7 separate regions of the Mus musculus genome follow, and regions 2, 3, 4, 5, 6 and 7 are each linked to region 1. Evidence: chromatin contacts called from public HiChIP or PLAC-seq, Micro-C and promoter capture Hi-C data. All regions are on one chromosome and are shown on one strand. Each heading gives the region's core, a stretch centred on a gene start, on an enhancer-like site or on the middle of the called end of the contact. The rest is flanking DNA. Distances are from core to core; before and after follow the strand shown. Region 1 holds the start of Maco1 (macoilin 1). Region 2 holds the start of Clic4 (chloride intracellular channel 4 (mitochondrial)). Region 3 holds the start of 1700021N21Rik (RIKEN cDNA 1700021N21 gene). Region 4 overlaps Clic4 (chloride intracellular channel 4 (mitochondrial)). Region 5 holds the start of Pafah2 (platelet-activating factor acetylhydrolase 2). Region 6 holds the start of Slc30a2 (solute carrier family 30 (zinc transporter), member 2). Region 7 has its middle 5.5 kb from the start of Gm30701.

Evidence for each region. Promoter capture Hi-C pulls out the DNA fragments that hold promoters and counts their contacts. Hi-C and Micro-C count contacts between places; a contact is called where the count stands out from the background. HiChIP or PLAC-seq counts read pairs in DNA pulled down with a chosen protein or histone mark. Capture Hi-C pulls out chosen DNA fragments and counts their contacts.
Region 2: a contact with region 1 is called in an HNF4G HiChIP or PLAC-seq map of pancreatic cancer cells. The contact joins the promoter of Clic4 here to the promoter of Maco1 in region 1. A contact is called at or near these places in 4 of 39 promoter capture datasets (cranial neural crest, hippocampal neurons, liver and 1 more), 2 of 484 Hi-C or Micro-C datasets (both in embryonic stem cells), 2 of 115 datasets of contacts at active chromatin or transcription factors (effector CD8 T cells and pancreatic cancer cells) and 1 of 9 other capture datasets (liver).
Region 3: a contact with region 1 is called in a promoter capture Hi-C map of liver, with 2.9 times the contacts expected there. The contact joins the promoter of 1700021N21Rik here to the promoter of Maco1 in region 1. A contact is called at or near these places in 3 of 39 promoter capture datasets (hippocampal neurons and liver) and 1 of 9 other capture datasets (macrophages).
Region 4: a promoter capture Hi-C map of cranial neural crest shows a contact between it and region 1. The contact joins the enhancer-like site here to the promoter of Maco1 in region 1. A contact is called at or near these places in 4 of 39 promoter capture datasets (cranial neural crest, hippocampal neurons, liver and 1 more) and 1 of 115 datasets of contacts at active chromatin or transcription factors (memory CD8 T cells).
Region 5: a contact with region 1 is called in a promoter capture Hi-C map of hippocampal neurons, with 3 times the contacts expected there. The contact joins the promoter of Pafah2 here to the promoter of Maco1 in region 1. A contact is called at or near these places in 5 of 39 promoter capture datasets (hippocampal neurons, liver, neutrophils and 1 more) and 1 of 115 datasets of contacts at active chromatin or transcription factors (bone marrow-derived macrophages).
Region 6: a promoter capture Hi-C map of pancreatic islet shows a contact between it and region 1. The contact joins the promoter of Slc30a2 here to the promoter of Maco1 in region 1. A contact is called at or near these places in 2 of 39 promoter capture datasets (liver and pre-B cells), 1 of 115 datasets of contacts at active chromatin or transcription factors (pancreatic cancer cells) and 1 of 9 other capture datasets (pancreatic islet).
Region 7: a contact with region 1 is called in a Micro-C map of embryonic stem cells, with 2.2 times the contacts expected there. The contact joins the enhancer-like site here to the promoter of Maco1 in region 1. A contact is called at or near these places in 1 of 39 promoter capture datasets (the HPC-7 cell line), 1 of 484 Hi-C or Micro-C datasets (embryonic stem cells) and 1 of 9 other capture datasets (liver).

The regions. Positions count from the first base shown.
Region 1 is chr4:134,851,628-134,854,887 of GRCm38.p6, reverse strand. It overlaps Maco1 (macoilin 1), which reads left to right and starts at 1,543. Exons shown (of 11, transcript NM_025382.6): 1 at 1,543-1,850. The coding sequence starts at 1,771.
Region 2 is chr4:135,270,925-135,274,016 of GRCm38.p6, reverse strand. Clic4 (chloride intracellular channel 4 (mitochondrial)) reads left to right here and starts at 1,257. Exons shown (of 6, transcript NM_013885.2): 1 at 1,257-1,499. The coding sequence starts at 1,428.
Region 3 is chr4:134,448,391-134,451,450 of GRCm38.p6, reverse strand. It overlaps 1700021N21Rik (RIKEN cDNA 1700021N21 gene), which reads left to right and starts at 1,280. Exons shown (of 3, transcript NR_045800.1): 1 at 1,280-1,460; 2 at 1,655-1,774; 3 at 2,083-2,686.
Region 4 is chr4:135,253,296-135,256,358 of GRCm38.p6, reverse strand. All of the region lies in intron 1 of Clic4 (chloride intracellular channel 4 (mitochondrial)), which reads left to right. Among named protein-coding and RNA genes, the nearest start is that of Clic4, 18 kb to the left of the region's middle. RefSeq lists an enhancer at 209-2,892. Within about 2 kb of position 1,703, at least 105 of the 459 cell types and tissues checked have an H3K27ac peak or open chromatin away from gene starts, as enhancers often do. A contact at or near this core is called in liver and pre-B cells, where this site is marked.
Region 5 is chr4:134,401,060-134,404,547 of GRCm38.p6, reverse strand. It overlaps Pafah2 (platelet-activating factor acetylhydrolase 2), which reads right to left and starts at 1,636. Exons shown (of 10, transcript NM_001285874.1): 1 at 1,444-1,636; 2 at 305-455. The coding sequence starts at 1,533.
Region 6 is chr4:134,341,749-134,344,967 of GRCm38.p6, reverse strand. It overlaps Slc30a2 (solute carrier family 30 (zinc transporter), member 2), which reads right to left and starts at 1,922. Exons shown (of 8, transcript NM_001039677.2): 1 at 1,632-1,922; 2 at 752-960. The coding sequence starts at 1,681.
Region 7 is chr4:135,291,127-135,294,496 of GRCm38.p6, reverse strand. No RefSeq gene overlaps it. Among named protein-coding and RNA genes, the nearest start is that of Gm30701, 5.5 kb to the left of the region's middle. Within about 2 kb of position 1,491, at least 154 of the 459 cell types and tissues checked have an H3K27ac peak or open chromatin away from gene starts, as enhancers often do. A contact at or near this core is called in the HPC-7 cell line and embryonic stem cells, where this site is marked.

The DNA.
Region 1 (3,260 bases), core at 294-2,793:
TCGAGTTACTGGACATATAAAAAAGTAAAAGTGTGCTAGATGACTGGGGACTCTAGTTACTGAGGGGGTGAGGTGGCAATGCCACTTGCTAGGGCATTCTGCAACCTCTTAAAGAAATCTTTATAAAAGGTTGTAACAACACGTAAAACGAAGACTCTGATATGAAACCAAATGTCTACTATGTGCTCGATTCTATTTTATAGAAATAATAACAACTAAGCAAGAAAATTGTGTAAGACATACACTAAAATGCTTCTGCCAGTAGTCAGGAGCCACCAGTGATTTGCTTCCTATGGCTACTTTCCCACACTTCCCCGGTTTTGCTATTTATTTATTTATTTATTTATTTATTATTTGTTTGTTTATATAAATTGTTGGTACATGTTACAGCCTTGGCGGTCTTCACTTCGTAGACCAAGCTGGCCTCGAGCTCAGCGATCCACATGCCTCTGCAGTGCTGGGATCAAAGTGGTGCGCCACCAACAACGCCCGGTAGTCTTTGCCGCTTAAAAACCAAAACCAAACTTATTTAGGAACTGTGTTTGTGTGGGCGTGCGTGTGGGAGGTCAGGCGGCAACTTGTAGGAGTTCCTTCTATCCGCCCACCACGTGGATTCCCGGGTTCGAACTCGGTCCTCAGACTTGGCAGCAAACGCGTTTCCCCGCTGAGCATCTCACTTGTCTTTTTGCCGTTCCGCCCTCACCGGTAAGCTACAGAGCTAGTGGGCGGAAAGAGCAAACGACCGCCTCACGCAGCCTCTGAGGCCGGGGAGGAGCCCGCGGAACCCTCAGCCTGCGCAAACCTGCGGACGTGGAGCCCGGCCACGCCGCCGCACACGCCCCCGGCAGCCCCGCGCGGCGTCGCGCGCACCCGAGGGGCCGCCCCTCTCTGGTGACGCGAACCAGGGGCGGACCCGCACAGGCCCCGCCCCACCACCTCCGATTGGTCGGCGCGCTGTCACCACGTCGCGGGAAGCTGGCAGGGTGTGTGTGAGTGTGTGTGTATGTGTGTGTGGTTTGCTTTGTCATTCGTGGCCCGGCTGACGCGGCCGGTATGGCTGCGTGCTCGGCTGCCCGCAGAAGGGGCCGCGGCGGCGCTCCCGGGACGCCCTCTTACATAAGGACGCGGCTGACTGAAGCACATGTCAGCGCAAGGTCCCCACACGCAGCGCACCACGCCGTTCGGTTCTCACACGCCAGGCGGGAGCCCGCGGCGCCGCGCCACACGGTGTACGCCGACGTGGGCCTCCCCACGGCGAGACGCAGCCCAATAACCGCGAAGCGTACCTTCGCAACAAGGCATAATATAGGATGTTATATTTATAGGGCCTATTTATAAGCCTCTATTTAACTCTTTTCTGATAGGCCCGGCCACGCGTCTAGGCCTTATCCTGATTGGTGTGTCCTTCTGTCCTTCAAAAAGGCGGGCTTAAGGGTCCGTGTTGCCTCAGCGGGCACCGGGATTGGCCGTGCGCGGCGCGGCGGCGCCTTCGATTGGCTATGCGGGCCGTCCGTCGCGGCAAAGGAGGCGGGGCGGGCGGCTGGCTGGTGCGGGGCGGGCGGGCCCCGGAATTGTCATTTCTTTGTTTCCGAAGGCGGAGGAGGCTCGGCGCCCCCCTCCTGGCCCCCTCCCCCCCGGTGCTGGCTCCATGTCTGTGTGACCGGCCGCAGGGGTAGGATTCAGGCCCGACGCGGGGCGGGCGGGCGACGGCGGCTGAGGTGAGAGGCGGCGGCGGCGGCGCGGCTCGGGCACCGGCCCCCCAGCGGGAGGATGAAGCGGCGGAACGCCGACTGCAGTAAGCTCCGCCGCCCCCTGAAGCGGAACCGGATCACCGAGGGTATCTACGGCAGGTGAGCGGCGGTGCCGGGCGTGGGCCAGCGGGTCCCGGGCGCCGCTCGGAAGGGGCCCGGCCCCGTTATGTAACCCCCCGACTAGGCCGCATGCCCGCGCCGGGGGCTCTCCTGAGGCGCGCCGCCCGCGGAGCGCCGGGCCAGCCAGCCAGCCGAGGGTCCGCCCCGGGCCACGGGGTGTGGCGAGGGCCAGGCGGAGGGCGCGGCGGGCGCGGGCGGGAGCCACGGGGCCGCCGTTGGCGGTGGTGTGTCGGGGGGAGGGGCGGCACCCCCGCGGCCCGGAGCCCAGAAGCCCGGGGGTCCCCAGCAGGCTGTGCGCTCGGTCCCCTACCGAGCCCGGGTCACGCTGGGCTCGGGGGTTGGCTGCCCGAGGCTCGTGGACGCGTGCGGCCGGGCGAGCGAGCCGCCAAAGTTAGGAGCTGCCAGGGGCGCGGGACCCTCGGGCTCGGGGCGGGGCCACGCCGGCTACTCTTCTGCGCTCTGCTGCCTCACGGGGTCCCCACCTTGGCTCGGAGCGCCCAAGGCTGATACCCCCAGATCGTGCCGGTGACACCGCTCCAGACCGCGGCTTTTCTCAGTTCCTCAGCAAACATTCTGACAATTGCAAGCAGATATTTTGCAGGGATTCTCGCCCAACTCAGGTTTGGGGATTTTTTTTTTTTTTTTAAATCCTCTGTTCATGAAGGAAAGTGGTGTCCCTTTAAATAGAAATTGAATCCACTTCTCCTGGACAGAAGGACAACAGGTTCATGGGGCATTTCGGTGACTGTCACAGCTTCCCCAAGCCCAATTTGTGTGCGGAGGTTATTTTCTGGAAATGCCTATTTCCGAGGCGAAGTAATTAGTTTACGACAGAGAGTGCTCAGCATGCGGTTGAAGGCTTTACTTGAGTCCTCTTGGCGCCTTACGGTTTAGGTCTTGCTGTGAATCTTGGAGAAAAATACAGGCGGTAGCTGATGACATCCAAGTTGTAGCATAGCTGTACACCTTACACATGCGGTTGTTTACACGTGTGAAGTGGCTGCCCTCCACAGGCAGGTGACTTACCTAACCATGAAGGGGGATTCTTCAAGTTTAAAAGGAGTAAGAAGTCAAAATCCTAGGCTAGATGATACGTAAGGAGCCACGGATCGCATCCATTCATTCAACAAACGTGAATACTATTTGCTCAACAGTGTTGGAGTCAGTCAGGACACAGCTGTTAGCAAAACCGATGAACATGGTTGTTGAATCAGATGTGACAATAAGTAAAACTGAAAAAGCAAACCCAAAATTTTCTGGCAGATTGAATGGGTGGAGGCAAGCCTGCGTACTATAAATTCTTGAATGAAGGAAGGCTTTTTTCCTTAGCCATTGAAAACATTAGAAGAACTTCCCATTAATAGCAGCGCAAGAATAGAAAATAGAAAA
Region 2 (3,092 bases), core at 8-2,507, 420 kb before region 1:
CCATCACCTGAGAGCCACGTATATGTCACCAAATCAGGCCGAGGTTTAGGGTGTTTAAGGCCACTGCCAAACTGTGAACTTAAAACAGCCTTACTCCGGAGCATTGATGGATCTAATTGCTGGGGCACAGCATCCTTCTCACAGAATCTAGCAACTTGGAGATGGGGTTGAGTGAGGATAAAGTAGTTGCAGGTTGCACTGCATTTTTACACATCATTCCAATTTGTTGAAGCACTCTGATCCACACTAGGCACAGAGGATGTGAGATAACCATGACACCCCGCTTCCATCCCCCAATTTAGCCTTTCTAATCAACTCACTCATCACCCTAGCCTGGGAGGTACCACAGAATGAGCAGATTAAGGAAAACCAGAAGGCAAATTTCCCAAAGGTGACATTCACTGACGGCAATTCCGCAGTAGACCGCGTGTCTCAGGCCCCTGTCCTCAGGGTGTAAAGTACTCGCCCCTGCGCGCTGAGTGGCACTCAGGTGACTCATTAAACTTCTCCAGGTGAACGGAAGACAGGAATCGGTCCAGGTGGGGCAAAACAGCACGGATAACGTTTTCAGAGTCAGGCGCTGCCTCAAGCACTGGGGTTGTGCTGGAGCGGGACGCTGTCCCACCGTTTTGGCCTAATTCAGAGCCCGGGACACAGGACGACTTTACAAGAACTTTTGAGTATCTTGATTTCAAATAGAGAAGGATCACGAAAGGAGATCCGCGGTCAGAAGGATTAAAAAGTTCTTAAGGACATGAAAACTTTCGCAAAAGTTTTCCAGGAAAAGGCGGCCGCGCCTAACAGAAGTAGCCGAGGAGGCCGCCGCCCCGGGAACCGGAGGGGACGATGAGTCCCTGCGGCTGCAGCGGGGGAGAGGGCGCGAGGCGGGCCGCCGCATGAGGTCACTTGGCACCCAACCAGCAGCAGCTGCGCCGCGGAGAGAGGCGGTGTCAGGCTCCGGCTCCAGGGACCTTCCCCGCCCACCCCCTGAGGGGCGTGGCTTCGGGGGGACCTCCCGGCCAATCCGCGCTGCCCAGCCTAGGCCGCGCCCCCAGCGCCCTCCAGGCTCCCTAGTGGTCGGTCCGTGGAAGCTAGAGCGCTCCGCTGTCTTCCTCGCCTGAGGCCACGCCCCCAGCTGTGGCCCGCCCATTTCCCCCCCACCCCTGCAGGATCCTGGCCACTGCTCCGCCCACGCCCCGCCCATAGGGCTCCGCCCAGCGGTTTGAAGCGGCCGGGACCGCAACCCCCTCAGAGTCGCGCGCGAGGCGTGAGGCGGTGCTGAGGATCTGAGGCCACGGGCAGCCAGACGCCGGGACTGTCCAGCGAACGAGCAAGCCAGCGAGTGAGCGAGCGGCGGGAACCCGCAGCCACAGCAGCCCCGGAGCCACAGCCGCAGCCGCCGTCCGCGGAGCCCAGCCCAACCGGCCATGGCGCTGTCGATGCCCCTGAACGGGCTGAAGGAGGAGGACAAAGAGCCCCTCATCGAGCTCTTCGTCAAGGTGAGCGCTCACCGTCCCGAGCGACGCGGGCTGACGTCCCCGCACCCCGAAGCGCCCCCACGCGGCATCCCCGCAGCCCGAGGCGGCGCCGTACCTCCCGCGCTCATTCCCATTGTCTGGGCTCCGCGCCTTCCCGCCTCGCAGCGGGACCTTGGCGGACCCTGCGGGCGCGGCGACAGGGAGGCGACTCCGCAGGGCGGGACGCGCCTCAGCTGCGCCGCGTGGGTACTGTCACCCTCCTCGCCGTGTCCGACCCCACCCCGCCGCGAGCCCCAGCCTCGGGCCGCGGGGCTGATAGCTCACCCAACTTACTGGAACGCTAGCGCCTGGCCCGGGTGAAACTGAAACTTTAACTTTGATACAATGTTAAATAAAGTAAAGGGGAGGAGGGACCCGGGAGCCGTAAACCCAGCAGTTGGGAAAAGTGGTCTAGGGAAGATCCCGAGTTCAGAGCCAGCCTTGGCTGCTTAGTAAACCCAGGGCAAGCCTGGGATAGGAGGGACCCTCATCCCAGCCCTCCTCCCGCATGGGGGAGGGGAGAATTTTTTTAATGCGGGCGTGGTGACTCGGCTATGACCCAGCAGTAGAGGCTTGAGGAGTCCCTCGAGTTCGAGGCCAGCCTGGGTTACAAATGTGAGCCTCCGGACACACACCCAAAACCCAGGCAACTAACTGCAAAGAAGAAGAAAAAAAAAAAAAAAGGAAAAGAAAAGAAAAAGCGAAAAGAAGGGTGGATGCCCCAAGGCTTCCGGAAAATACAGAGATTCCCGACTTGGGTTTTCCTGTCCGGTGTTTTACCACCATCTGGTTTTCTTGTTTCTCTAGCGCGCCTGTTTTCACATGATGCAACCTTTTGGCCGCTTTCGTTTGCTGTTGCCACCTCGGCAGGCAAGCCCGTTTGGTTTGAAAGAAAACCTGAATTCTCCGCTCTCTCGGGCTTAAAAAGGTTCATTCCTCTCGCCCTCCTCAGTTTGTAAACCCTGGAGCTGCCTTCTTCGCCTAGAAACGCTTCTCTGACTGCTCTCCGCGCCTCTCCCTTTTGGGGCGTAGCGAAGGAGGGAAAAGTTAACGCAACAAACATCTGGGTCCCCTGCTTTACTGAGCCTCCTTGGAAACCCTGACGTTCGTTCTGTTAGCCACTAAATATCCAGGCTTAGGTCGAAACTGGCAACACTAGAAGTCCAACAGGCATCCAGTACTAAAGTCTGCCCTTTCTTAGTTTTAATTTGAAAGAGCGGAAATTATCGAAGGATGTGTTCCAGAGATGGAAGGCAGAAATCTGCAGGGTGGTAACAATGTTTGCCTTAGTGTTTTCTGTTAGTTGCTGGTTTTAGAACTTTTTTTTTTTTTTGGTCTAGAGCATCGGCTCTCAACTGGGGGTCAAGACCCCTTTGAAAGATCAAACGGCCTTTTTACAGGGGTCACCTAAGACTATTGGAAAATGCAGACAATTTCATTACAATTCATAGCAGTAGCAAAGTTACAGTTATGAAGTAGCACCAAAAATAATTTTACTGTTGGGGGTCAGCACAACATGAAGAACTGCATTAAACTGTCGCAGCATTAGGAAAGAAAAGGCTTAGGGCTCTCAAA
Region 3 (3,060 bases), core at 31-2,530, 400 kb after region 1:
TTGCTGCCAAGTTTGATGGTCCCAGTTTGGTCCCTGGGAACCCACATGGTAGAGAACCAATTTCTGCAAGTTGCTCTTTGACTTCCAGACACACGCTGACTGTGACACACACACGCAATTTTTTAATTAAATGCTCTGATATCATTTGTGTAGTTTATAAATAATTGTAATATGGCAGTGTCTGGAAGAGAGTTCATCCTACTTCCCACCAGAGAAAGGGCCATGGGGTCTGAAGTGATGGCTCTGTCTCATTCATTGCCTTGGTGTTCCTTGGCGCGGGCTTTTCTCTTACATAACTCCCCTGCCTATGCTACAATCCTGATTAAAGCCGCTGCCCGCTGCCCCGGAAGTCCAGGCGCAGCCCTGTTTTTCTCTGTCCTCTCTTGCTCCTCCACACGCCTTGTCTCCGTTCTCTTACATAAGGAACCCGCTCACATGCACAGCTCAGAAGCTCAAAGCCCCAGATGACACCAGCCCGGCATCTCCTTTCACAGAATAAGATGAAAGCTAGGTACCGGCAGCTGCTCTGGAAAGAGGACCAACGACTTGGATCCCAGACCCCTCCCCTCCCGCCTGGGGTTTCCTGAGATAACCTGTAAGGGGAAGGTGGGGGGCTTGGCCCGCAAGGTCCCGGCCTGAAGGATGCCAGCCAGGCTGCAAATTAATGATATCAGTATAGCATCAAACGAGGGGACAATAAACCCTGTCACTTTCCATTTGCCTCTGGGCTCAGCTTCAGCTAGCTCCCTACCCAGACAAAGGCTGTTCACAGACTCTCTGGCCAGCCAGGTTTTCCAGAGAGAAAGTGACAGAAAGCTGGGCCAAATTGGCCTCTAGTGGCTAATACACTGGGATTCACATCTAAGGACATGGACCCTTCCTGGAGGTGACTGAGAAACCCTCCCAGGGCCCCAGGCCTCAGCGCTAGAAGGTCTTGTTTGCTCCCAAAGCTGAATAGAAGGCTATGTTATAACGAATGGGCGTTGGCCTAGAGGCAAGAAATTGGGGTTTGTCCTGTCTCTTGTTTTGTGACTTGGCGACAGTGGAGAGCCTGAAAGCCTGTGAGCTGGGGACAGATAGGGTCTCAGCATCCAGGAAGAAAGGAGGGTATGCGTCCCCTCCCCCACCACGGTGTCTACGGATCCTAGATGTAGAAGCTGCAGGTTGTTCTTTCCTTAGCAGCTGCTGCCGGTCGGTCTCCATGGCAACCAGGCCAAAGGACTGATTGGCCGGGGTCCCAGCTCTGGATCTTACCTTGAAGCTGGCTTTTTAACCTGTCTTTCTAGAAGCCAGGCCCACAGCCACTCCCTGGAGCCTCTGTCAGCGTCCTCCCTGCCACTGTGTGGGGACTGCACTGTGTGGGGAGTGCCAGCCAGAAACACATTCCCTGTGTCTCTCTTCAGGATACTTCCTCAGGAGAGACAAAGAGCTAGGTCCCGCTGGCCTTCTACTCATTGATGGTTTGTGTTTGCAAGACACCCCCCACCCCCATCCCCTCCATACCCCCGGGATGCTCTGGGTTACTGAGTTGTGGTCTGTAAGGACATATGGCTTAGGGAACAGGTCGCATGCCAGGAGATCACTCAATGCCCGCCGCCCCCCCCCCCCCGCCCTTTTCTGTTCCCTCAGGCTCTCTGTGCTCTTTTTGGTCTAGGGCTGGATCCAGAAGTCCTGCTGTGGCCTGTCTGGCTTTAGGAAGAGAAGACTTACAAACAAAACAAAAACTCAGGAGGCTGATTGTCACCTGCCCCAGATGTCCTGGAAAGTCAGATAGGTATCAGGGACTCACAGATCTCTCCCTTGGATATGATATTGGGGCTTTTTTTTGAGACAGGGTTTCTCAGTATAGCCCTGGCTGCCCTGGAACTCACTTTGTAGACCAGGCTGGCCTCGAACTCAGAAATCCGCCTGCCGCTGCACTCCCCCAAGTGCTGGGATTAAAGGCCACCACGCCTGGCTTCTGGGGCCATTTTTAACCAGGCAAATAGGTTTCCTGAGGAATGACTTTGGACTCCCAATCTTCCTGCCTTTGCCTCCCAAGTGCTGGGAGAACAGGCAAGCACCTCTTTCTATTCTTCACAGCTCCCTGGACACCTCAAGGAAGATGGTTCTCCATCTAGAAGGCCTTCCATCAATAGCCAGGTAGCCTGAGCTACATGACAAGATCCCGACTCAAGACAAACAGGCCTCATATCTAGTCATCATAATTATTGTTTATTTAGACTTGCTCCCTCCTCCCTCTGATTTCCCAGGAGCCTGTGGGTATCCTCAGTCTCTGAGAAAATAACAGCATCTGGTACAGGGGCTCTCGGTGCTTCTCCAGTGAGGCAGGAACAGATAAATGAGAAAAGGAAGGAATCAGGCTGAAGGCTCCCACTGCCATCTTGGATGAAGAGGGATCCAGAATCCAGCCTGGAGGTCATGTGATGCTCTCGACTTTTCCAAAGTGCCTCTTGTTGCTTCTCACCACAACCAAGAGATGCACAAGGAAAGGAAGCCCATACCCTGTAGTTTGCAAGCCCCCAGTGTGCCGGGAGGGACCTGCTCAAGGTCAGAGAGGAGCAGAGAGGCTGGAAAGCCCTGACTCCCTGGGCTAAGCCTGGGTTCATTCTACTTCCTCCACCAGCTTCGAGTGCCCCTGGAAACACCTGGCACGACAATCGGGAAATAAAAGAACTCCATGGCTTTTGTGGGGAGCCATTTCTTTTTAGCGAAAGCCGGGTCCAGGACTCCAGGGAAGGAACAATCTAGAAACACGAAGGCAAACACTCAGAGCTGCAGCGCTGTGATTTCCACATTCTGCCCACTTGCTCTTTTCCTCTTGGCAGGGATGGGGTGGGGTTGGGGGGTGATGTGTTTATAAAAAGATAGAGGGGGGAGAAGTTGTATGGATGTGTGGTGAGGTATGGGGGAAGGGGGTCCCTCGGTGAGCCCATGCTGAGGCATATCTTCCCCCTGAGGGACCAGTCACAAGATGGTATAGTACAGAATAGAATTTATTCAGGGCATGCATGGGGAGGTGAGTTACGAGGGTAGTAGAGGCAGAGAAAAGCAGAGAGA
Region 4 (3,063 bases), core at 454-2,953, 400 kb before region 1:
ACAGATGGTTGTGAGCCACCATGTGGTTGCTGGGATTTGAACTCTGGACCTTCGGAAGAGCAGTCGGGTGCTCTTACCCACTGAGCCATCTCACCAGCCCTCATTTAATTTTTAACAGAAGAAATAGAAGTAGTGTAAATTGACATGATTTTTTTTTCTTTCTGAGAGAGTTGAAACTGGCTATCACTGAGATTGAAATCCTCCTGCCTCTGCTTTCTGAGTGCTGGGTTACATGCTTGTACTACACGCCTTGTTTGCAAACTATATGCTTAGTTTTTTGTTTTTTTTTTTAATTTCATTTTTTTTTTTAATCTCTAGCTGGTCTGGAATTCATTCTGTAGACTTTATTGGCCTAGAACTCAGACATCTTGCTTCTGCCTCCCGAGTACTGGGATTAAGGGCGTGTGTTATCATGACTGACTAGTCATTTTAAGGGGCTAGTCTCCTTGTGCATTTCTTTCTAGATTCTAAGTGTCTAGCATCCTCCTTGTGTCACAGTGGGACGGTAATAAAGCTTTAAAACTTGAGTATGTCTGTGATTAGCGGGTGACTCAAGGATCATAAAGTGACTTTATCTTTCATCTTATTATAATGTTATAAACTTTTTGAAAGTGCTTAATTTACTCCCACGCAGGACACAGTAAACTGATAAAAGCCAAGATATTAAAGCTAGGATAATAGCCAGTTGTGGGTGCTGATTATGGGCCAGGCACAGTACACAGCCTTTTATACGTGTTAGCTAAGTTAATCCTCACATAAACTCTGAATTAGGCATGTCAGTTCTGTGTCATAAGTGAGGGTCAGAGAGAGCCAGTAAGTAGCAGGGCTGGGATCTGCACCAAGGTCTTTGAGAATTAATGTCGGTTTCTTTCCTTTCCTTCTCCCTACCTCTTTCTTTCTATCTAGGGGTCAATTCTTGAACCTCATCCATGGCAAACGGTGCTCGATTATGGACTGACACCCATGCACAGTAGATTGCTTGAGAAAATAGAAGGGAGTTCCGGGGTTTCCATTGCTTTGCCTCTTTGTGTTTTGGAGGCTTGGCTAATTAGTCTCTTGTAAAATACTTTAAAGAGCCTCTTTAGCAGCTTAAAGCAGGAGGCCTACTTGTAACATCACGTATTTTGATATCAGAATTGTTTTCAAGTTTAGCAATGTCAAAGTGGGCAGAGTTTTTAATAAGCCACATCCTAATTTGTCAATGTTTTTTTCCAGCCTTCTCTCTTTCCTTTCTTTACTTTTTTAAAACTCCCCCTTCAGAGGAGCCCACCCTTTGCATTGTTGATAGAAGAAAAGCAAGGAAGTTTCTTTTTGTGGAGAGAGGAAATGGCTTCGGTCAGGACTTCATCCATATTAGGTATAAACTAAATATAGCTGTGTGATCCAGGGCTGAAGTCACACTTACACAGCTTCCTAAGCAGGGCTAATGAGATCAGCCAGTACTTTTCAGTCTCCCTCCTCCCTGGCTTCTTGGTTCACTGGAAAGGCTACTCCGTTGATTAGCCCTGTGGTCTGTGTATACCTCTGCCCCTTAAAATATATCAGAACGTTTACAGGGACTCTTAAAGTAAACTTTAAAAAAACAAGTGAAACATTTTGACTTTGTCATTGTGTCACTACACCTCCTTCAAGCTGGCTTTGTAAGTTTTAAGCCTTTGTCACAGGCATCTTGACTCTGGGCTGGACTCTTGTGAGCGGCATGCTCTATGATCCCAGTGTGGCTAAGTGGCAATAAGATTTGATCTGATTGGCTGCCTATAGAGGAGGCAGAGGAATAGGAAGATGGGAGAAGCCTCCTGTTTTGGCCAGAGCACATATTGTTCTCAGATAAGAGCTCTTGAAGCTCCCCAAGGCAGTTTTTGCTCCCAGGAACTGTGTTCAGCACTTGTGGTCCTTCTTAGAGCCCTTTGCAAGCGTGCCAAGCCACCCAACCACATGAGAATGTGCGTGCCTCTAAGGGAAGCCTTGTTTCTGCTTCTGGACTATCGTTCTCAAAAAACTCTTTTTAGACAAGCTTTTTATTCTAGCCCAGGCTGGCTGGAATTCACTGTAGAGTCCAGGCTGGCCTCAAACTTATGGCAGTCCTTCAACCTCAGTCTGCCAAACGCTAGGATTTATGAGAAACCACTCTGGCCATCTAAGGCTTAACTTTCAAAGGGGAAATTTTATTTATTTATTTAGAGAGTTTTATTCTACACTTCTGGCTGACCTGGAGCTCACTGTGTGGACCACCAGGCTGACTTAAACTTTGCAGAGATTTCCTACCTTGGCTACCCAGGTGCTAGAGTCACAAGCATGTGTCACAACGCCTGGCTGCTCATGGCATCTTATGAGAAATAGCTTGGAGCAGAACTAACACTTAACGGATTTCAAGGATCTTAGGGAGTCAGTTTATGAAGCTGAAATTCTCCAAGGATCAGTTGGGATAGCTTGTGCGCCCTTCTCTGACCTCCTTGCTCCCTTAGCAGAACAAGCCCGCTTTGCTCTCTGTTCCAGCACGCACCCTTTGTGTCATTCACCCGAGTCATATCCCTTGCTGCCTTGTTCCTGTGAATTCCGGGAGTTCAGGACCAGGGTGTGGTGGTTAATCTTCACTGGACCTCAAGTCAAGGGGCCAAGAAGTTGTGTGATAGTCTGTCTTCATTGTCAATGTGGTTGGATTGTAATCACCCAGGAGACACACTTGGGGGTGCCCACGGCATTTCTAGAGAGGTGTAACTGAAGACTGAAAATCTGCCCCTGGTATAGGAGGTGCTTTCCCCAAAGGGGAAAAGGATTGCTGTGTTGCTGGCACTCATTTGCGGGCTTCCCAGTGGTGGACGCAGAGTGGCCAGGGGCTCTCCTGCCTCAGTGCTTCTCTTCTGTGGCAGACTGTAGCCCTTCTGACTGGGAGCCAAATGCACTCTTCCTTAAGCCGCTTTGTCAGTATTGCATCATGCTAACGAGGAAGTAGTGAGCCTGTTTCATCTTTTGTAGCTCCCATCTACCATGGTAGGGTAAGCGGAGATATGTGAGAACTAATTCATTAACTCAGGAAATATTTGTTAGGATTCTGGGGCAAGC
Region 5 (3,488 bases), core at 387-2,886, 450 kb after region 1:
ACCATGTCCCATCTGATGTCCCAAACACTGCGCAAGAGGTTCTAGTTCTACCTGTATCTGGCACCACAGTTCTACAAACGCTGGCAGGGCAAGTGGGATAAGGGACTGGCCCAAGTCCCACTGCCAGTAAATTACAAAGTCTGGATTTGAACCCATGACCCAGATTCTCACGCGTCCAAGTCTCTCCCATCTCTCCAAACCAAGGACTGGACTATGCAAGCTAAATAGTTCCTGTGTCTGCCTGGGTCTCTTCTGGGGATGTAACCAGGCACCCGGGAAGCAGCCAGGGCCGGGCCAGCCTTACCGATACCCACGTTGAACAGCAACCCCACCCAGCGCTTGTTATACTGCAGGTAATCGGCCAGACCCATGCTGTACTCGTAGCGGGGAATCCACAGGGGCTGCTCGCACTTCTCTGATGCTTGGCAAGGGTAGAAGAGTCGGAAGAGGCTCCCCTGGGGAAAAGAAGGGAGCAGCTGCTGGGACCACAAAGCTTAGGCATTTGGGGTCAGCAGGAGTCTGGGGCACCAACAGAGAAACAGAGGCTTCCTCCGATCCAGAAACAATTTTGTGGCTAGCACATCAGAGGGCTTATGTCCTGACTGTCAAGTGCATTTCCAATTACATCCTGGAACAGCGCCATACTGTGGACCTAGGCTCCGTGCGAACGAGGGAGGTGGGGGGGCTAGGTCTTTGCTCTTAGGATGAACTCAGTGGCAGCAGAAGGCTTGGTCAGGAGAGGGAGCAGGAGAGGGGTTACCAGGAAGTGGGTGTCTCTCACAGAACAGAGGTGAGCCCAACCACCGGGGACAAAAACCTAAGGAACTTGTTGGGTCATGGTGGCACGTGCCTGAAGTCCTGGAGGTGGGAGGATCAGGGGCTTATGGTCATTCTTGGCTACATTTCCGGTTGGAGGGCAGCCTGAGCTACATGAGAAACCTCAAAAATGTTAAAAAGGAAGAGGAGGAAGAAGAGGAAGAGGAGGAGGAGGAAGAGGAAACAAAGAAAAAGAAAAGCTTAGGAATTGGCAGGAGGTTCAGAAACCAGAGAGAAGTGAATGGGAGGCTAGAGGTGAAGACCTCATCTTCCCACCCAAGCTGTAGAGTCAGGACAGTGGCCTGTGGCCCACTATGCTTCATCCTGTCCCCCTACATCAGGATGGCATCGAAAAACCTCTCTAGGGTCAGATGCCTGGACTCACGACAGGAGAAAGGGTCTGTGAGGTGCCTCTGGCTCCTCCTTGCTGCAGAAAGAACTCGGCCATCTGCGGAGGTTCTAAGAGTTTAAATGAGGAATTTAAAAGCCAGCAGGAAAACAGGCCAAAAGGCTGATGTCCAAACTCTGCCCAGCTGTAACTTAGCAGCCCAGAACTTACACACTTGGACCTGTGCTGGTGAAGTCCCCGCAGTGGAACAGAGCAGGGGCGGAGCTTGGGACACTTACCTCAAGACTGTGACCCTCCATCACATCCGTGCAGCCAATGTGGTGGGGTCCCGAGATGGGTGGGAAGCACACAGACTGGCCGGCCCCCATCTCATCACCAGCTGGACCAAAGCCGGGTGCTCGGGAATTTGCTGGCTGGAAGACAGAACACAGAACAGCCTCTTGCTGGTCTCTCCCTCACTTGCTGTTTCTCTAGGTCATGTGCCAACCCTGTCCACTTCCTGACATCCTTATCACCCCAGCCGACCTTCCTGCCAGCTACTCACTAAATCATATTCGTTATTTACACTTGCGACTTTGCCAACGTTTTCAGGCTCGTCTTTCGGTTGTCTTTCTGCAGTGGCGGGGTGGAAGCCGGGGCCTTACACTTGTTAGGTAGCGACCCATTCCATCCCCAGCCCTATGGACTGTGGTCTTCATTTCCCTCTGGTGGGGTGAGGAGATAGTGGTGATGAGCTAGTCCTCAGATCCCTCAAAACCTACAAACCATAAGGGTGTGGCTCAGTTCTAGCATACAAGAAGCCCTGGGTTCAATTCCCAGAACTATAGAAAACAGCTACGGCGATGAACACCTGTAACCCCAGCACTGAGGAGGGTGGTGTCCGGAGGGTTAGGAGTTCAAGGCAAGCCTGGGATGCATGACTCTGTCTCAGGATTATTGCGTAATGACCCCGCACCTACCGTGTATCTATCTGACAGTAACTGCTGTAGTGATTACAGCCCAGACTTTGCCTTCCCTGGCTAATAACGCCCCACTGAGGTCCAGCTCTTCCTCAGCTAGCACTGTACTAAGTCTCTGATAAACACTGCTTCATCTAACCCTCTCAACAGCTTTCCGAGAAGGGAGGTAGCTGGACCAATTTTGCAGACTCAAGAGCAAGGCAGAGAGGTCTAACTCAGCCCACGAACCGGCTTAAAGCAAGCAACATTTCAATTCCTATTCCTTACAGCCTAAACCACCTGCATGGGCGGGGCCCTGCCCCCCACCCCCACCCCCGCGGTTTGTTTGGACATTCTGAGTCCTCCTCTGGGAGGATCAGTGTGCAAGCCAGAGCAAGCCTGGGCAAAGAGAGACTTTGGAGATGGTTGCTGCCAACGCTCCCTGCAATCACCCCTGTCCCTGCCTCGGCACATACACGTGTGTAACTGAAGAACTCATAGTCCTGAACTGTTTAAGGCCACAGCTGTTACTACACACACACACATACACACACACACACACACACACACACACACACACACACACACACACACACACACACACACACCTTCCTGCCTGCCAATCATCTGGTCCAGAGGAAAAACCCCAAGAAGCCAGCCAGAGTCACTCTACTTAACGTTGGGAGGCAATAATTTTCTCTCTACTATTCCTTTTCCTCTTTTGTTCTTCCAGCGCAAATTTTAAGACACCCACTAATACAAAAAGGAGGAAGGGAAGAGGAGCTAAATTCTGTTGCAGGCTGTGGACCGCACAGCCAGTGGGAAGGGGGAGGAGCCTCTGCCAGACTCCACCCACTCCACCCCACCCCACCCCGGCCCGACCCTCCTCCCCCGAGGCTGAGCACACACACTGGAGAACCAAGACTGCCGCTGCAAGACACATGTGGGTCACATGATGGTGAAGCAGCTGCAGCTCCTGTCATAAAAGAGAGATAAAATGCCACTGGAGTTCTGAGGAGAGTGAGTGTGTCCCCTGAGCGTGGGAGCAGAGAGCAGGGAAAGACAGGATTGAAAGTTAGGAAAGGGCGTGTGAGACATGGGGGCAGTTAGTGCTGGCTGCAGAGGGAGAAAGGAGCGCGTGCACGCGCGCAAGCTCCCACGCGTTCCCGTGGGTGGGTAAGCGTAACCATGTGCACGCGGAGGCCAACCTCTCCTGTTGGTTCTCACGTGCTTCCCATCCTTTTGTTTGTGACAGGGTCTCCCTTTAGCCTGGAGCTTGACCTCGTAGGCTTCCAGGGACCTACCTGTCGGACTCTTGTTGCCCATCATTGAGATTATAGCATGCCATCAAGCCAGGGTTGGTTTTTTTTTGTTGTTTTTAAATT
Region 6 (3,219 bases), core at 673-3,172, 510 kb after region 1:
ACAGAAAATCAAGTTCACCTAGGGACAGGAAAGCAAAATAAGGGCCTCAGTAGGGGCTCTTCTTATCTCTTTTATTATTAACCTAAGTGTATGTCTTTTGCTTACATGTATGTATGTATACCATATGCCTGGTGCCCACAGAAGCCACAAGAGGGCATCCGACTCCCTGGGGCTAGATAGAGTAACAGATGACAGAGCCCTCACATAGGTGCGGGGAAGCAGGGCCAGGTCCCCTGGAAGAGCAGCCAGTGCTCTTAACTACAGAGCCATGCCAAGTGATTGCCTTAAAAAAAAAAAAAAAAATTAGCCCGGTGGTAGAGGCACATGAAAGGCAGAGACAGGCAGGTCTCTGAGTTCGAAGCCAGTCTGGTCTAAGGGAGTTATAACAGCCAGGGTTACACAGAGAAACCCTGTCTCGAAAAATAATAAACAAACGAACAAACAAACAAATAAATAATGGTGGTTGTGGTGTCACATATCGTTAATCCCAACACTCTAGAAGCAGAAACAGACAGATATGAGTTCTAGGCAAGCAAAGTGAAAGCTCAAAAAAAAAAAAATAGAAAGAAAGGAAGGAAGGAAGAAAGAAAGAAAAAAGAAAGAAGAAAAAGTAACCAATAAAACGGGTAGCTATTACTGCCATTAGCATTAATGTAAACATTCAGCCTATGTGCACAGCAACTTTCACTTAATTCACACACACACACACACACACACACACACACACACACACACACACACACGGCCTTACCAATGATTTCGCCAATCATGAACACCAGGCAGATGGCAGAGGCCACATAGAGTTTGCGTCGGGCCCTCTGCTTCTCGGGGTCAGGGTGACTTCCAGAATCCTTCTGGGCATGGCAATAATGGTTGCTCTGGACAGCCAGCTCAACCGCGGGCAGGTCCACAGGAGGGATCCGGCTAGCTTCACTCTTCCACAGAGATCCTAAGAAGGACCTGGAGGCAAGAGGAAGGACAGGAGACCGCTCAGCCGGAGACGGGGGAGGGGGCACTGGGCCAGTCTCTGGGAGTTATTGCTAGTCTGCTGTTTCCAGAACAAGTAAGAACACTCCGAACCCCGCGTTGGCTGGCGGGTAAGCAGAGGTATGCAGCCAATGTTACAGGGGGGTGGGTGTGGTATTGGGGAGGTGAGTCTTGGGACCTTGTTCTATGATGGTCCCCTGCTCCTCCACCCATTCCCAGGCTGAGAGCTTTGCGAACTAGCCAAAGGGCAGTCAGTCCGGTCGAGCTCAGAGAAAGAGCTCTGAGCAGAGTTCTGGCTCAAACAGCAGCTAAAGACCATAGCTCAGCGCACCCAAGGACACCGGGCCTCCCCACCTCAGGGCTGCCCGGGATCAAAGTGCTGGAGTGAAGGCGGGGTTCCAGGCACCCTACGTCCCACTCGGGCGTACAGGCAGGCAGCGTTCAGGAACTGTGTGCTTGGCCAGGTGAGACAGGTGATCCCTGAGGCTACGAGGCCGCCGCCAATTTCCTTTCTCTTGCCTCACCCCATCCCTCGGATCGGGTCCCAGTTCAAGCCCCCGCTCGGACCAACCACAGCCGAGATGGTCAAAGAGGAGGTACGTGTGATGCTGCCCAGCTTCCCGCCCCTTGGGGCTTGAACTTACCGGGCTCCGCGCGTGCTCTCCAGCAGGTTCTGCTTGTCCATAGTCTGCATGCCGCCTCTCTCGGTGCGCCCTCGAAGTTGCGCGCGGGACGATGGCAGCTCGCAGTCACCTTCCACCTTCCGCTCCGGCCCTGCCGCTGCGCCCCGCGCCCGCCCGCTTTATCCCCGGCCCTCCTCGCCACCTGGTGTGAAGCCGCCCGCCGCGCGTCGTGTGCAAAAGCCCGCGGGGAGGGGGGAGGGTGGCCGGCTGCAAAGGGAATTGCGGCTCTGCCCCCAGGACCTGACCCCTGCATCCCCGGAGCCCGAAGGAGCTGAGCCGGACTGCGACCTAAAGTTTTTGCCTGGAGCAAAGAGAAAAGCACTTGCTAAGAGTTGCCTAGAGTTGCTAAGTTAGGACTGGATGACCACAAAACCCACTCTTCCTGGAATCCTGTAGAAAAAAAAAAGCCTTGGAATCCAAGTTTCTAGAAAATCGGCCTGGCGTGGTGGCATACACATTTAAGGCCAGCAATGGGGAAGCTGAGTCAGGCAGATCTCTAGGTTCGAGGCCAGACTGGTCTACAGAGTAAGTTTCACGGCTACACAGAGTGTCTCAAAAAACAAAACCAACCAACAATAAACCCTCAGAAAAAGAAAAGAAAGAAAATCCTTCGATTGCCCTTAGGGTAGGGATGTGACTAGCAGCTTTGATGGGGGCTACTGCGGGGAAGAGAGACTTCCTGGAATTGGATTCTTGGTGCAAGGGAGTGACAGGGGGCTGGTGCTCTTGCCCCGTGGCTGCAGCCAGAGAGGATCTGCCTCCCCCTTGCTGGGGCGGTGCCCCACAATAGGGCTGTTGGAGTTACAGACCCATTTTGAAAGTTCCTCCTGCCTTGCACTCTCTGATTGCGATCTGGAGTGGCCAGATCGGCCGCTTTATCTCCGTCTCTACAAAGAACAGTGTCCTGTCTTTTTAACCGATGCTATCTGGGGAGAACAGACACACTGCAGGAGACTGTGTACCCCAGAAGCCCAGCAAATTCCTAAGAGATGATGTGGGACCTTCAACGGAGAAGACCACACCCCACACTTTTCTCTTCTCTTCTCTTCTCTTCTCTTCTCTTCTCTTCTCTTCTCTTCTCTTCTCTTCTCTTCTCTTCTCTTCTCTTCTCTCCTCTCCTCTCCTCTCCTCTCCTCTCCTCTCCTCTCCTCTCCTCTCCTCTCCTCTCCTCTCCTCTCCTCTCCTCTCCTCTCCTCTCCTCTCCTCTCCTCTCCTCTCCTCTCCTCTCCTCTCTTCTCTTCTTTCCTTTCTTTTCTTTCTTTTCCTTCCCTGAGACAAGGTTCTCTGTGTAGCCCTGGCTGTCCTGGAACTGGCCATGCTCTGTAGACCAGGCTAGCCTCGAACTTAGAGTAGAGATCTACCTGTTTCTGCCTCTCCAGTGTTGGGATTAAAGGCATGTGCCACTATACCCAGCTTGCCCTATGTATTCCAAACAGTCTATTTTTGGGGGGATTGGGCTCTGCGATTCACTCTCCCCCCACAGCTCAGTGCTGATAGATATCTCCTTCCGGTTGATGATCTCTGTACTCAGTCACTCCATCTCCTAGAT
Region 7 (3,370 bases), core at 242-2,741, 440 kb before region 1:
GAGATCTGACACCTCCTTCTGGTGTGTCTGAAGACAGCTACAGTGTACTCACATATGACAATAAATAAATCTTAAAAAAAAAGGAGGAAGGAAGGAAGAAAGAAAGAAAGAAAGAGAGAAAGAAAGAAAGGAAGGAAGAGAGGCTAGAGAGATGGCTCAGTGGCTAAGAGTGTTTACTGCTCTCAAAGAGGACCTGAATTTGGTTCCTAGCACTCACTTCAGAGAGCCTACAACTGCCTCTAACTCTGGCTCTGGAGGTTCTGATACAGTTAACACATCCTGCAAATGTAAAAATAGTCCTTTATGTGCCAATAATAATGACTCAGGTTTAAAGTTTGAACCCATATGACCTTGGGTGGGCATCTTTCCTTCCCGTAGATATTTCCTGAAACTCTCCAAACAGAACTTGAAGCTGTTTACAGTTAAAGATAGCCTACCTTCCTGTATCCCTATGGGTTGGTTTCTACCTCATCAATCTTAATCCTGTCAGATGCTGCCTTGGGAACCACCCAGTGACCTCACCTAGGTTTCTTAGCAACCAAAACCCTACAACATCCTACACATGACCATTGAAAAACACCAGGGGCTGGGATACCCCCCCCATGAGGTGCCTGGGCCCTCGCTTGCTCTGTCTTATTCTTCCTTGAAAGTCCCAGACTCTTGGTCTCCGGTGTGTCTCCCATCCTCTGAGTGTCTCTCTTTCTCCCAACCCTCAGGCTTCAAATATCTCATTAAAATCTCTTTGCTTCATATTAGCTAGTCCTGAGATTCCTTTTAGCACCAGAGCCGTCCATTCCGGTTTCCTTGAGTCAAGGTGCCTAGAAAACTACTCTGACTGCTGCGGGTGACAGTGGAGAGCAGGGAACAGTCTCAAGGAGATGCCGCGTGTGGGGATTGATGGACACAGTGTCTCAATCGAAGCCCGAGGAACCTTATGTCTCCTGCTCTGAGCTTTGATCCAAGAGTAGTGGATATTGGTGGCTGCCATCAACATCTTGGAGACAAAGTGTCCTGGAGCTTGCAAAAGAGAGAGAGAGAGAGAGAGAGAGAGAGAGAGAGAGAGAGAGAGAGAGAGAGAGAGACTAAGCAGGGTTTGTTAGCTCAAACCTGCAATCTCTGCATTTGGGAAGGCTGTGAGACAGGAGGATGTTTGAGAGTCTGCGGCCATTAGAGCAAACTTCAGGACGGCCTGTAGTACAGAGTGAGAGTCTGCATCAATACCAAACCAAACCAAAAAGTAACAGATTGGCCATGTGGGCAGAGGCAGGAGGATCTCTGAGTTTCAGAGTCAATTCCAGGACAGCCATGGCTACGCAGAGAAACTCTGTCTTGAAAAAAAAAAGTAAAGAACAAAAACCTAAAATACAAAAAAGAAGAAGAAGAAAAAGGAGGGGAGGGGAGGGGAGGAGAAAAATCAGTCTCTACACCAGCCGCTTATGATTGGGTGAGCTCAGTCATGTGGTCTACCCTGGACCAATGACAGTGCCTGAAACCTCTGGAGCCCAAAGATGGGTAGGAGTGAGCCCACCCCACTTCCCCATAGAGGGCTGGAGGGAGGGGGAGTTTGTTGGGAAGCCCCAAGGGGCCTGTGGATGGAGCTTTGAGAGCTAGTGACCCTTGTGGGCTGGAGCTAGGGTGGGAAGAACCTCGAGTTACACAAACAACTTAAGCGGCAAGGAGCTGCCCTGCACTCTGTGCTGTGGATCCCCGGAGGAAGTGGTTTATTTGGACTGAGGGTGGAGGTGTGTTTGCCAGAGATCCCTGGAGGCCTGAAACCTGAAACCTGAGAAAGACACGGAGCGTGGAGCGGCAGGGGGAGTATGGGAACAGGGTCAGAGGGGACAGCATGAGCAAAGGTCTATGGGCTTCAAACGCCAAGGCAGCGGGGAGTCTAGAAGTTGACGCCAGCCTCAGAGCCAGAATTGAAGCTGGGGCGTGGCTCAGCTAGAAGCGTGCTTGCCTAGAAGCCCTGGGTTCAATCTCTAGCACCTCATATGACAGGGGTGTGTACAGGAGGATCAGAAATTCAATGACGTCTTCATTTTCAGGTGAATTTAAAGCTAGCCTGAGATATCCCCGTGAGCTGTCTTAAAACAAGACTCGAGAGAACTTCAGTTTATATGCTAAGGGGTGTAGCCCAAAGATAGAGTACCTGTACTGCTACGCAAAAATTCCTGAGTTCTATCATCCTTGCTGTCACCTCCATGTGAGAGGGGAGAGGGTAACAACAGGGAACATGGCTGAATAAGTCCTGTGACAGCTTTATCTACTTGGGAAAACTGTTATTCCCCATAGAGACAGGAAGGTTAGGTGATTTTTCTCAGCTACACATTGGGTGGAGCTGAGCTTCAAATCCGGGTGGCTCCAGGGGGACTCAGGTCCCCACCTTGGCAGTAGGAAGGAGAGAGTACTTAGTTGCTCACACCAGGCGGGGACACATCCGGTACACAAGGAAAGAACGCCCCAGTTTGTCTCTGAGAGCTGAGAAGAAGTAAGAGAGATGTGTAGGCAAATCTAAGACGCTGGAGATAGTGGCTCAGAATCGCTCATTGTTTCAGATACCAGGCCAGCAGGAGGGGGCTGTAGAGGCTCAGCTCAAGAATGTCAGCTGTGACTGGTGTGGCAGCTTGGCCTCAAGAACAGATTTTACTTTCCCATGAACTTGTCCTCAAGAAAAAAACAAGAAAATTCATTGTTGATAGCCCTCTGGGGGCTGGGGAGGTGGCTCAGTGGGCAAGCACTAGGACCTGAGTTCGAATCCCCAGCGCACACATAAAAAGTCAGCCTGATGGTGGGCACAGCACGGACAGGTGAGTCCCTGGAGCTCATTGGCTGGCCAGCTTAGCCAATCTGTGAGCTCTAGGTGCAGGGAGAGCTTTTCTCTCAGAAAATAAGATGGAAAGCTGGCAAGATGGCTTAGCAGGTAAAGACACTTGCTGCCAACCTGTATGACCTGGGTTCCACCCCCCAAAACTCACATGGTGGAAGGAAGAACAGGCTCCTTTTGGCCTCCTCAGGGGTACCATGTCAGGTATGTGTGCAGACACTCAAGTGGAAACTTAAGGGTTCTTTGGAAAGTCGATTGGATGGTGGTTTGCTGGGGCAAACACGTGAAGGAACATTTCGTTAAAGTGGACACAGGTGTGAAAGGCTAAGGCAGACTCGGGGAGGAACGTTTCGCTGAAGCAGACACAGGAGACAGGATGTTCAGCTAAGGCAAGCACATGAAAGGACACGTGATGAAGGACTCTTTGCTGACAACATGAACTTATTGGTCCGCCTTACATTGCATAGTTGAGCTGCATTTGTCAGGACACCATAGAGAAAAACACACCCAAAAACTTATGGTGTGTGCTGCAGTTTCTTGCCT